Regions from separate parts of the Drosophila melanogaster genome. Here region 2 is linked to region 1. The links are chromatin contacts, called in public Hi-C maps. All regions are on one chromosome and are shown on one strand. The core of a region is the stretch at or near the end of the contact, and the rest is flanking DNA. Distances in the headings are between cores, read along the strand shown. Region 1 holds the start of l(3)mbn (lethal (3) malignant blood neoplasm). Region 2 holds the start of CG10274.

The links. A called contact is a pair of places that touch in the nucleus more often than the background predicts.
Region 2: a Hi-C map of the Kc167 cell line shows a contact between it and region 1, with 3 times the contacts expected there. A contact is called at or near these places in 43 of 107 Hi-C or Micro-C datasets (the Clone 8 cell line, the Kc167 cell line, the PNm cell line and 9 more) and 3 of 7 datasets of targeted methods (all in the Kc167 cell line).

The regions. Positions count from the first base shown.
Region 1 is chr3L:6,125,823-6,131,727 of dm6, forward strand. l(3)mbn (lethal (3) malignant blood neoplasm) reads right to left here and starts at 2,985. Exons shown (of 6, transcript NM_168157.2): 1 at 2,707-2,985; 2 at 2,539-2,647; 3 at 532-675; 4 at 1-171. The coding sequence starts at 2,739. Lcp65Ag3 (Larval cuticle protein) reads right to left here and starts at 5,167. Exons shown (of 2, transcript NM_144405.2): 1 at 4,989-5,167; 2 at 4,564-4,927. The coding sequence starts at 5,107. The coding sequence ends at 4,729. Cpr65Au (Cuticular protein 65Au) reads right to left here. Exons shown (of 2, transcript NM_001300024.1): 2 at 5,420-5,783. The coding sequence ends at 5,597. It also overlaps asRNA:CR46005.
Region 2 is chr3L:6,177,268-6,183,218 of dm6, forward strand. It overlaps CG10274, which reads right to left and starts at 4,562. Exons shown (of 3, transcript NM_001104055.2): 1 at 3,582-4,562; 2 at 2,914-3,527; 3 at 1,410-2,848. The coding sequence starts at 4,500. The coding sequence ends at 1,790. D19B reads right to left here. Exons shown (of 2, transcript NM_057949.5): 2 at 4,909-5,951. The coding sequence ends at 5,150. CG7376 reads left to right here. Exons shown (of 10, transcript NM_001274542.1): 5 at 1-29; 6 at 90-475; 7 at 536-651; 8 at 709-940; 9 at 998-1,158; 10 at 1,215-1,674. The coding sequence ends at 1,377.

The DNA of each region.
Region 1 (5,905 bases), core at 1,735-4,234:
TACCTGGTTGAACTGGAGCCAATGGCTGTGAAAGTGTGCGAATTTCCGTCTTGGGAGGGGACTTTTTTAGGAAACAACCGGAACAGGCCTCCGAGTTGAAGTTGTACTTGGGCAGAGCCACCGGAGCTGCAGGAAGCAGGACCTTTGGAGTCGTTGTCACAGGAACACTTTCTGGAAAGTAAATAATATTACAAGTCATTCAAAAGTTCCCCTTGATCACCTATACAATCCTCTGTTAGAAATTTCCAAATAAAATGTATTACATTTAAAAACAAACCAAAACATATTATACAAGTTAAGATTATTCTTATCAAACCAAAAACGTTTGGTTATATTTAGAAACGTAGCTCGAAAACCAGTATGACTTTAAAGGAAATAATCTGAATGGAAGTCTGATTTCAATCGGGTTTATGATTTGAATTAATAAATAATATTATCAGACCAAAAGCATATATTTTAGTGCTGTCATAGGTTCGTATTGCAATTCGAATTAAATATTCAGAATCGGTCAAGAATTCTGTCAATACTCACTTGAACCAACTGGACCCGCGTAAGGATAGCTCTTCATGGAGATTATCCGGAATTTGCCCTCCTCGTCGGTGGCATAGACCGTCACGTGATAGATACCATCGGCGGTGATGAACCCAAACTCGCCCATGATAATGCCGCGTTCATCTGTGAGTTGGGGAAACAAGATGAGATTTGACCAAAATGATTTTGTGTTCATTTTGAATATGAATGCGAATTTTACGCCGATATGTGATTTTTAATTTGTTTGATAACCAGCCACGAGCAGGCCCATAAAGATTAAGATCTAATAAACTGTATCGATAATGGCGATCATAACTTGTGAGCTGGTTTCTTAAAACCCCTCAACCGCACCACACACCCCCATCGCTTTGAATTGATATGTTAGGCAGCTTCCTACGTAAGAAACATTCCTATGTTGAGATGAATTTATTAATCTGGATGACACTGTGGATGGTCTGAAAGAGGTGCGTCTCTCACCAAAGCATCCTGTCCAGCCACCCACTAAAATGTTCTCATTTGAAATTCTGGCTTGTGGCCTTTGTGTCTGGAAACAGGTTTCCACAATACTGGCCAACAAGTTTTAACGGTTTGCATCAATTGGCTTTCGCTTGTTTGTTTTAGGTTTAATTCAAATTTGGCTTCGTGTCACTTTCCCATTTGTCTCGATCGATTTCGACGGGGCTTGAAAACAATTCTTTATTTCAATTTATTCTTTTGTCGTGATCAATTTGATTTTAAATTGTTCAATGAGCTGGGCTAAATAATGAAAACTATTAAACTCGTATCAATATAAATTAAGACTATCATTTTCTGGTTATACAATTAACACTAATAAAAAAATAACCATAAAATTAACATACATTTTAGTGGGTAATAAAAATTGAAACTGGGAATAAATTATTATAAATTATAATTAGAAAATTATTTAACCAAAATTAAAGGATTTATAACTATTGGTAAAGTTTCATTCCCACTTAATTATTTTACAGTACAAAAACCTAATGTTTGTAATCAAGAGACTATTCATAAAGAAGGCAAGTAAAATTTCAAACAGTATTTGGTTAGAAAAAATTTTAATTATGTAATATAGTAAATAGTAAAATACAATTAAATATATTCTAAGTGACAATACATTTTTTTCTAGTATGTTAAATTTAAAGTTACGTATTATAGCTCTGAAGTAATGCCCCGTAAGCTAGACTTTAAAAATCTGATGTTGATCAATAGATCGTTCAATATTTAAATCAAAGGTGCCGAAATTGTTTTTGTTAGGATACCGTTTATACCGTTCTCCTTTGAATAGTTATACAACAAACAAATATCATTTTGCATGCACAACGAGTTCCTGAATTTGTTTGTTAATATGAACGTAATACAATTTTTGGCTCAACTCTGGCATTTTATATGCCAGAATTATACTTATAAATATTGAAATGTGGCTGATCTTTTTGAAATTAGCATTAGCCAAAGAAAGAAAAACCATAAATAAGCCAAACATTTGTGTGTTCGAAAGAGTCTACATGTTATGCAAATCGGCCACGTTTCGTTTTCGATTTTCTGAAAACTTTATCACCGATTCAGCATGGAAATAAAAATCATAACGACCATGCATGCCATTTGGACACTACACAATGGACTTCAGAGATGAACCCCCGGCCATATGTGTGTTGTGAAGATTCCGCTAATTGCCATTGGTGGCTGGTATTTCAATTGCTGGTGACCTGTCGCTCAGGTGCACCGTGCACCCATCAAACGTGTATTGTGTGGCATTGCACAAGCCGCCACTAGTCGCACTCCGGCTCAAAAGTCAAAAGTTATGGCTTTTTTTGGCTAATGCTGGCTGCTAGCTGCTGGATGGTGCTGCATTTGTGCATCTGCTCCTAACGACTCTCGAGATGACGCATCATCTATTTACATATTTCGGTTTCGGTGTCAATAAATCGACGCACAGTAGTCAAGATATGCTAATGGTTTAATTAGCGTCATTTGCTAGCTCAACCAGCTCACCTCTCTTCTCTGCCCGATGCTGCTGCTCGTCGATGGTGAAGCCGAACTTGTAGGGACGCACTGTGGTCGCGGCCGACAGGACATGGGTCAAGGTGCACAGGAGCAGCAGCTTTAAAGGGAACTCAATGAATGCCGGGTTCAGAGTTGGGATCAAACTTAAGCACTTACAGCACAGACAAACGCCATCAATTTTAGGCTCATTTTGGGAATTTATTATTTATTTAAATCGGTCACCAATTTTATTTTATTTTCACGCCCTAATATAAACTGTCAGAGCTCACACAAAAACGCATAAATAAACGGGCGTTTATATTTTAATACAAATACGCGATTATAAATATTTAGATTTCAAGCGGACGGAAAGACGCGTTTCTCACGGCTAGATTATCGGCACGGAGCAAGCGCCTTAGAATGAAACACACCCCACGATGTTCGGCAGCGAATTGACAATGTTAATAATATTAGGTAAACATTATAAAACATTAGAGGCGGACGAGAACCTGCCGCTGCTTGTTGGCCAAGTGTGCGTGCGAATCTCTGCCTTCTACACGTTGTGTATTTCGCCAAGTCGGATCGCATAGCTGGTAGCATTGGCCAGATCGCATCACACCTCTTGAGCCTCAGCCAAGCCTGTGCTTATAATTTAAAATTTCATGCAGTTTGAAAAGTTATTTATTTGATTATTTAAACTGCTTGTCAGCTAGTTCTGAACTTACTAAGTAATTTGCATCCTCGATATTTTTTATACAAAAGCTAAATTAGTTTTGGTAAATAACCTTTTTGGCTTTTATTGCTAGACTTCCTGAGTATTTTTGGTCCGTATTGATTTATTTGTAGATTGAGTTCTAGTAAAGTGCATACAAAAGTCGTTATTAGATATTTTTTATATTTAAGCAAATAAAGATCCAAAAAAATCAAATTATGAGAGAAGTTTTACAAGATTAAATTTAGAATGGTCTAATTTATTAGTACTGTATTGAAATTTAATAACACTTTAGATTGGTCTTCAAAATCGGCTATCAGGCCTGAAGGGTAGTTCATGCCGATTTGTATCTGTTAATAATTAATCGACCCCAATGTATTTGCAATCCAACTTGTTGAGTCTCATCGATAGCCAGGCATTTGACCTGCTTGATGAGCAAATTCGAATGCAATGAGGAAGATGTTTGCACTTCTCTATTTTCATCGATCGGCAATCAGCAGTGAGCTTATCTTCTGCCGGATACTGCAAGTCAATTGTAATTGAAATATTGCTGTCAAGTTCGGCAATGACTGATGTTGTATGCTAAAATTTGCATATTAATTGCTATAACAGTTGTCTTTCAATACGAGCATAAATGATTCGCGTCTAAAGAGACGCATCACGAAGATACTGGTAATTAGCATTTAGCCCCCAAAAGTATGCAAGGGATTTAAAAAGTTCGTTGCCTAAGTCATTCGATTTCAATGCAATCTGAATAGCTATAGCCTGAAAGTAAGCTTAAGAGTCTTTTATGATTAAACTATGCACTTTAAATCCGCAAAGCCGACTATGCATTTGGGAGAACTTTTTGTTTTTATTTTATTAAGGCATACTGGAAATTTTCGTTTGATTTTGTTAAGATAAGTTAAAAATAGGAAAAATATATTCTTTTTTAATATTATTATAAGGGCCCAAAAACTTTTTCTTTTTTAATAATGTTCATGTAATAAGAACACCTAATAAAGCCTGAAGACGACTGGGTATGTTAGCGGTTAGAGTAATAAAATACATAATAAAAAATTGTATTTTCAGTTCTAAAATGTTTTTTTTTTTAATTAATAATTTTCTAAATGAAAAAAATACCTATTCTTTCAAAATACTTATTTACACTTCTTAAGAATTGCTTAATGGAAAAAAACCTTTAATTAGGTCCGTTGTTTGCCATAAGAATCTAGTTCTATTTATCTGAACAACTTAACAAAATATTTTCAAATAATCGCCTTTAAAAAAAAACGACGTTTCCGACCTTTTGAGCGAAAAGCACATTTAAAATAAAACGAATTCATATAAAATCTACATTTTTTAATATTCAACAAACTGCGTTCTGTAACTTAGGATTCTTTCCCTTTTAAAAGGGAAAACCGAAAGTAGGTAAGTGTTGGGGAAGATAACAAAGAGTGTTGCAGAATTGGTGGGTTTAAAGCTGCTTACAGTGAAAGCAACTTCACTTATGCCACGGGGGCAACGGGCAGATGAGCACCCTCGGGCTGGAATCCGTTCTTATCGGCGATGTAGTTGACTTGGTAGGTCTGGCCATCATCAGCAATGAAGCGGTAGGATCCACTCACAGAGATAGCCTCGTTCTCAGTTCCAATGTCGTTCAGCTGACCTACAGCTTGAGCAGCCTGTCCATCGGAGGTTTCCCAGCTAAGAAGGAAGTCAGTGTCAGCTAGGTATCCTTTTGGGTCATTTCTCATAGGCAACTTACTCGTATTTGAAGCTTTCGGGTCCAACGTCGGATTCAGAGCGCACGATTGTGGGTTCCTCAGCGGCAGGAGCAGCCAGAGCCACGGCGAAGAGGGCGACGAAGACAATCAGGAATTTCATGGTGATTGTTGTTTGGTGCTTAGATCTGCGGCTATCGAACAGTTCAAGTCGAATGGTAACTATGGACGGCCGCGTAAACCCTTTTATAGATGGCACCCTCTTGGCGATTATTCAAAGCGCGGCCGAACTAGTCAAACGTGTACAAGACATAATGAGCAAAATCAATGTTAATGTGAAATGTCTGGTTTGGATTTCATTTTCGTTTGAAGTAGGAGCATTAAAAGGCCTAATATAAAATTTTAATAACACTATAGTCCAAAAAGAATCGCGTTCATAAATATTTCATTATTCAAATTTTTAACAATTCATTGAGCTTTATTATATTTATAATAATCCAGCCAGTCTTAGTGACGTCAATAAAACTCGGGAGCTTCCTCAAATATATACATTTTTTCTATTTACTTTTCTAATTCTACGAATCTTTTACATTGGATAAATAAAGTCAACTTATTTATTCGCATCCGGAATCATTATACATCCAGGTATCTCCTAGGCTACTAGCCTGAACTTGGGATGGTAGCCAGTTTCGTCGGCCGTGAAACTAATCTCGTATTTTTTGCCATCTGGAGCTGACCAGCTGGTCGATCCCTGGACAGACAAGGAACCATCCTCTTCGCCGGCTCCAGGTTTCACCTCACCGGTCTCAGTGCGTGAGATTCCGTTGCTCGTCTCATAGCTGGAATTCGATGTTAATTGTTTTTAATAAATTAATTATTGATTGAAATTGTATATAGGAACATCGAATAATTAAACACCTGTTACAACTAAGCATTTCAAAGCTACCCTCTTTAATTTTGC
Region 2 (5,951 bases), core at 3,312-5,811, 53 kb after region 1:
CCCCAGCATGGAAATAAGTTTCATTAAATGTAAGCAAGCATAAAAACCTATTTAAAGAACAGGAATAACTTTATTCTATATCCAAATAGCTATCTTTGCCTTCCTGCGGTCAAAGCAAGATTTTAGCGAATGGAAAGAGGAATGCCAGAGCAAACTGGAATTGCTGTCCTGCCTACAGGACTTGGTCAAGTTTCAAATCAAGTACTGGATCGAGGTGGAGTATATGGTTAAGGCTTTTGACGAACTGGAAATGTGCAAGATGCGCATCCTCCTCACCGACGATCCTGAGGAGCAATCGAACTACAGAATACTGGCGTGCCAATTGGACGAGCAGCTACAGTTCAATCAGTATAATCTACAGACATCGCAGTTGAACTTTACGAGACTGTGCGGTCGTTTGAAGTACCTGAAGCATCTGAAAGAGGATTCCGCGGACAAACCGTGTCCCATCTGCCAAACCCAAGATGACGTGAGGGTAAGTAGCTAAAATTTCAACAAATTTTTCTACGCTCGGGACTTATTGTTTTCGTTTTAGTATGTGATGATGGTATGTGGGCATTTTGTGTGCCAGCACTGCCTGGATAGCATGAGGAGGAAGAACGGCCGAGCCGGCGTCACAAAGTGTCCACTTTGTCGGCAAGATTCGCCACAGTAAGCTTTTGTCATTAACCCTCACAGACTACGCTTGTAACCATGTATTTCTTATAGGTTGTATTACTCGGTACGCCCAGGTGCCCACAAGTCAATTATTGGTGACTTTTCTACAAAAATTTCAAGTGTTGTGGAATTAGTGCTGAAAATTAAGGGTGAAAATGAACAGGAAAAGATTATTGTATTCTCTCAATGGCAGGCGATTCTCATTGAAATTGCCAGAGCGCTCAGTCTCAACGGCATTCAATTCCGCAATAAGTGCACAAATAAGGACTTTGATGATTTCAAGGTTTTTATCTTGCTGTTAAATTTAATTTATCACTGCTAAACATTTTTCCTCCTTTAGAATCCGTTGAGCAATGTTACCTGTCTACTAATGCCACTGTCCAAAGGCTCAAAGGGTTTGAACCTGATCGAAGCCACACATGTTTTCCTCGTCGAACCCATTCTAAATCCGGGAGACGAGCGCCAGGCCATAGGTCGTATTCACCGATTTGGGCAAAAGAGGTGAGTGCGCGCTATTGAAGTGAAGTTGCTGTCAGTTTCAATACAATTGTTTTTAGACCCACGAAGGTGCATCGTTTCATTGTGAATGAAACGATTGAGGAGAATATTCTATCGCTAATTACTTCAGCCGATGACACGACTACGCTGTCGACCCACTGGGATCTGGAGAACATGACACTAGACAGCCTTAAGAAGCTATTCATACTCAAGGAGGAGTAAAACTTATGAATTTAAAACAAAAAATTCCGATTAGATTTAAGCTCTTAATAGGGCAAATTTATTTTTTAAGCTACTTATAAACAATCTTTATATATAAATATATAACTGCCACAATCAATTCATCTATTGAAAAGATGATATTTGACATGCAACCTCTCCATTCAGACCAGAATCATTAAACTTAAGTCGAATTCACATAGGTATTCTGTGTTCTCCTGAATAATGTACAGTATTATTTGTACTACAGTTAAGGACATTATATTAAATAGTATTAAAGAATATTTTCAGCTTAAAACTATATCATATCCATCTTACACACACTGTTCTCATAAGGATTATAAGGTATTGCTTTTCATAAAAAAAACCCAGGATTGATTTACCATCTGTGACAGCGTTAAACGCTGGCCAAATCTCAGACATGATCGATTTTTAAAGCATCCAAAGTGGTGCCATCGGCATGTGCTTTTTGAGCGTAGTAGCCATCGTAGGAGCTTTGCGCCTTGTCAACCTCCTGCTGATGCTGCAACAGTTGCAGTTGCTCGTAGGCAGCCTCCTGAACCTTGCGGCGCTCCTCCTCCGCCAGTCGCTTTACTTCGTTCTCTTCAAACTGCTGCGCCTGGAGTTCAGCGGATGCCGCTGCTCGCTCCGCCGCTGCCTCCTGGTACTCATCGTAGGAGTGCAGGCTGCGGTCACTACTTTCAAGCTTGTGCAGCGACGATAGCTGCTCCTTGGCCGCCTCCGCAATTTCGCGCCGCTTCGCATCCGCCTGGCGCTTCGCCTCTCGCTTGCTGCGTTCCTGCTCTTCCAGCTCCTCGCGAGCGGCATAAAACTTGGGCGAAATGACGGGTGGACGGTTCTCGTGGGTGCGCTGGTGGCGCTTCAGCGCCGTCTCCTGGCGGAAATGGGTGCCGCAGGTCTTGCACTCAAAGGGTTTCTCGCCCGTATGAATCCACTCGTGATGCCTCAACGTTTGAGCCTTTGCGAATCTTTTGGGGCAAAAGCGGCAGGCAAAATCTTTGACCTTTTCGTGGATGATCTTATAGTGCCGCTTCATGTTTCCGATATTGTTGAATCCCTGACCACAACCGGGGCAGATATGTTTGCCCTCCTTCTTGGTAAAGTTCACCTGCGGCGACCACGACGGCACTGAAACAGAGGGTATGGGGTTCACAGCAGTGCCAGCCAACTGCGCCAGATCCACTCGTTGTACACGGCGTGGATCTTTGGGAATGGTGGCCACGGATTCGGCGCACACCTTAAGCAATTCGTCGGCAGCGTTTCGGGACATGATCGGCTCAATGGATATGCCCTCAACTGGTGGCGCGGGTGGATTGTCGAACTGTTCACCAGGCGTCTCGCCCATTTCCACCTGCCGCTGGCGGTAGGTCTCAATAGCACGAAGCACACGCTTCTCATGAGTCTTCAAGTGCTTGGTCAGACTCTTAGGATAGAGAAACTTCTTTCCACAAACCTAAGAATATTAAAAACAAAACGTTGCAATGACGACGCTGGCTTAAAATATCTTTCTACCCTTACCTTGCACTCACAGCGCTTTTCCCCCGTGTGCGTCATCTCGTGGATCTTGCAGGCGTGTGACTTGCCAAAGGTCTTTCCACAGTATTGACACGCATAGTTTTTGATCTTCTCGTGCACGATCTTAATGTGGTTGGCCAGGCTCTGCTTATTGTGCGATGCGTGCTCGCATATGTGGCACTTGAACTTCTTCTCCTGGGTATGCGTCAGTATGTGTGTGTTCCATTCCTGCCTGGTGGTTTTTCCCACGCCACAGTACGGACACACGTAGTTCTTAATGCCCGCATGCCGCATCAGATGATCCTTTAGAGCACTATTGATTACGAACCTTTTGCCACAGATGTTACAGGGGAAAGGCAACTCCTTGCCGTCGTGCTTGTACATGTGCTTCTTGAGCGCCATGGGACAGCGGAATACCTTCTCGCACTCGGTGCAAGGGTAATCCCGTGGGGGCGCCGCTGCCTTGGTGATGCCGTGCATCTTCTTCATGTGAAAGGTGAGCAGGCGTATGCGCGGAAAGGTCTTGCCGCAGCCATCGACATTGCAGGAGTGCACCTCGGATAGCTCCGTGTGGGCGTGGTCGATGTGAAGTCGTAATCCTCCAGCGGTGGTGAAACCTGTAAATGCCAGTGATCAAAACGAGAATGCGATTTGGAGCCATCATTACACACCTTTCCTGCAGGTTTCCACTTTGCACTGGAAGGGCAGCAGGTCGTTGTGGTGCTTCATGTGCTCTTCGTAGCGGATGGCCTTCTTGAACTTTTGGTGACAAATGTGGCAGTCAATGATGCGGTGCAGGTGCCGTTCGCCAGGCGGAATCCTCTTGCGTCGACTCTTTGACTTTTCTCCGTCCTCGTCCTCCTCTTCGGAGCCTGTTGGGAACTCTTGGTCCTCTTCCTTAATTACGGCTGCCTTTGCTTTTGGTATCATCCGCGAATTATCCCGTAAGCGCTGGGCCAAAGGCACATCATCGTCACCATCGCTACTGTTGGGCTCAAAGTCCACATCTTGGTCAATATCTTCTTCGCTCTCCTCCGAGGATTCCGCGGCAAAGATGGTCATCAGATCGGCGGCGTCCAATTCATCTTGCTTCACTTCCTTCTCCACCTGCTCGGCCTCCTTGTCCACGTGCTCCAACATCTTGAACACATCCTCCTCGTTCTCGATCATCTCCATTTTGTGATCCAGTAGCGGATCGAAGTTGATACGATCCTCCTCGTCCTGCCCCACCAGCTCAGGCTCGTTCCCCGCCACGTTGAGCAAATCAAAGTTTTTCATCTGCGCACTCGCTGGCGGGCAAAAGACGTTCCTGGCCACCATGTCCTGGAACTTTTGCACCGAGTCCACGCACAGCTTTTGGAACTCGTGCATATCGTCCAGCCGGCTGAAGCATTGCGCGCACAGACACTTGGGGAAGCCATCCGACTGCTCCACGGCCAGCGAAGTGCAGACACACAGTTTCTTGGCCAATCCGGGTATCAGGAACAGGTCAAAGGATCCTGCGCCGCCGCCATTCTCCGGCAGGCGATTCAGGCAGATGCGGCACACCGCGTGCACCGAGTACTGGGCTGCCTCGGCCTCCTCCTGCATGATGCCTGTTCCAGGGGGAATCTGCTGGCCAAATCCGCGGAATATTAAGCCGAGAAAAACTTTACGCGTCAGACGAACCAAAACAAATACCAAAAAATACCCCACAGTGATGCCAAGTACAAACAGTTATTTAATAGCTAAATTATTAAACCGGCTAGAAATATGGATAGCATCAATAACAAATTTCAAATGTTTTAAAAAATATGTGCCATTTTAAGTGTGATTCTTAATAAATGTATGTATTAACCTAAATTAAATACGTAGTTTTATATGTGTCTCATATAAGTTGCATAGCTAGTGGAATGTAGCTAAAAAACAGACGAGTTGGCAGCATTACAGCTCACCTCTGTCTTGTTTACCAACAATACCCGCTTACCAGCACTGGGGCGAATTTAAAATTCAAATGTTCAATACTTATTACTGTTTATTATATTAAATCATTGTTAAATGAATACAATTAGTAAAGTACAAACTTAAGCAGTTTAAAGGGGGGATTTAAATACAAAAAAGATCAAATTGCAAAGTGACGAAAACTAGTTGGTAATCCTTAGAGAACTATAACTCATATGTCCTTCATAGAAACACATAATGAAATGATCGGAAACGGAGGCCGGGTTTGCTCGCAAGCATTTCCGTTTGATTCTGCCGCTCAAACATGATCCAACTTCAGTGCGTCCACTGAGGTGCCCTCCGCCTCCGCCTTCTGCGCGTAGAAGCCGTCGTAAGTGTTCGACTGCTTCTGCAGCTTGTTTAGCTGCTCGAAGGCAGCCTCCTGGATCTTCCGGAGCTCCGCCTCCGCCTTGCGCTTGGCCTCGTTCTCCTCGATCTGGTAGGCCAGCAGCTCGGCGGTGGCCGCTGCCCTTTCCGCCGCCGGATCCTGGTATTGCTCGAAATTCTTCGGCTGCTGGCGCTTCACCGCGGTGCTGGACTCCGCCTTGGGTCCAGCCGGCTCCTTGGGCTTGCCAGGCGGACGGGGCGGCTTGTCGTGCACCTTCATATGCGTCTTGAGCACCTGCTCCTGCCGGAAATGCTTGCCGCACACCTTGCACTCGTAAGGCTTTTCGCCAGTGTGTATGTACTCGTGGTGCCGCAGGTACTGCTTCTTGGCGAATCTCTTCGGGCAGAAGCGGCAGCAGAAGTCTTTGACCTTTTGATGCACCACCTTGTAGTGCAGCTTCATGTTGCTCACGTGATTGAAGCCCTTGCCGCAGTCCGGGCAGATATGCTGGCCCTCCTTCTTGGTGAAGTTCACTTGCGGCGACCACGAGGGCAGGTTGACCGATGGAATTGGATTGGCCACCGTTCCCGCCAACTGAGCAATGTCCACCCGCTCGACGCGACCACGCAGGTGCGGACTGGGCTTGGCTATTGTCGAGGATCCACTGGCCCCGTCGCCCATTAAGGCATTGGTCCCCTGCGTCTTGGGCAAATCACGCTTCTCGTGCGTCTTC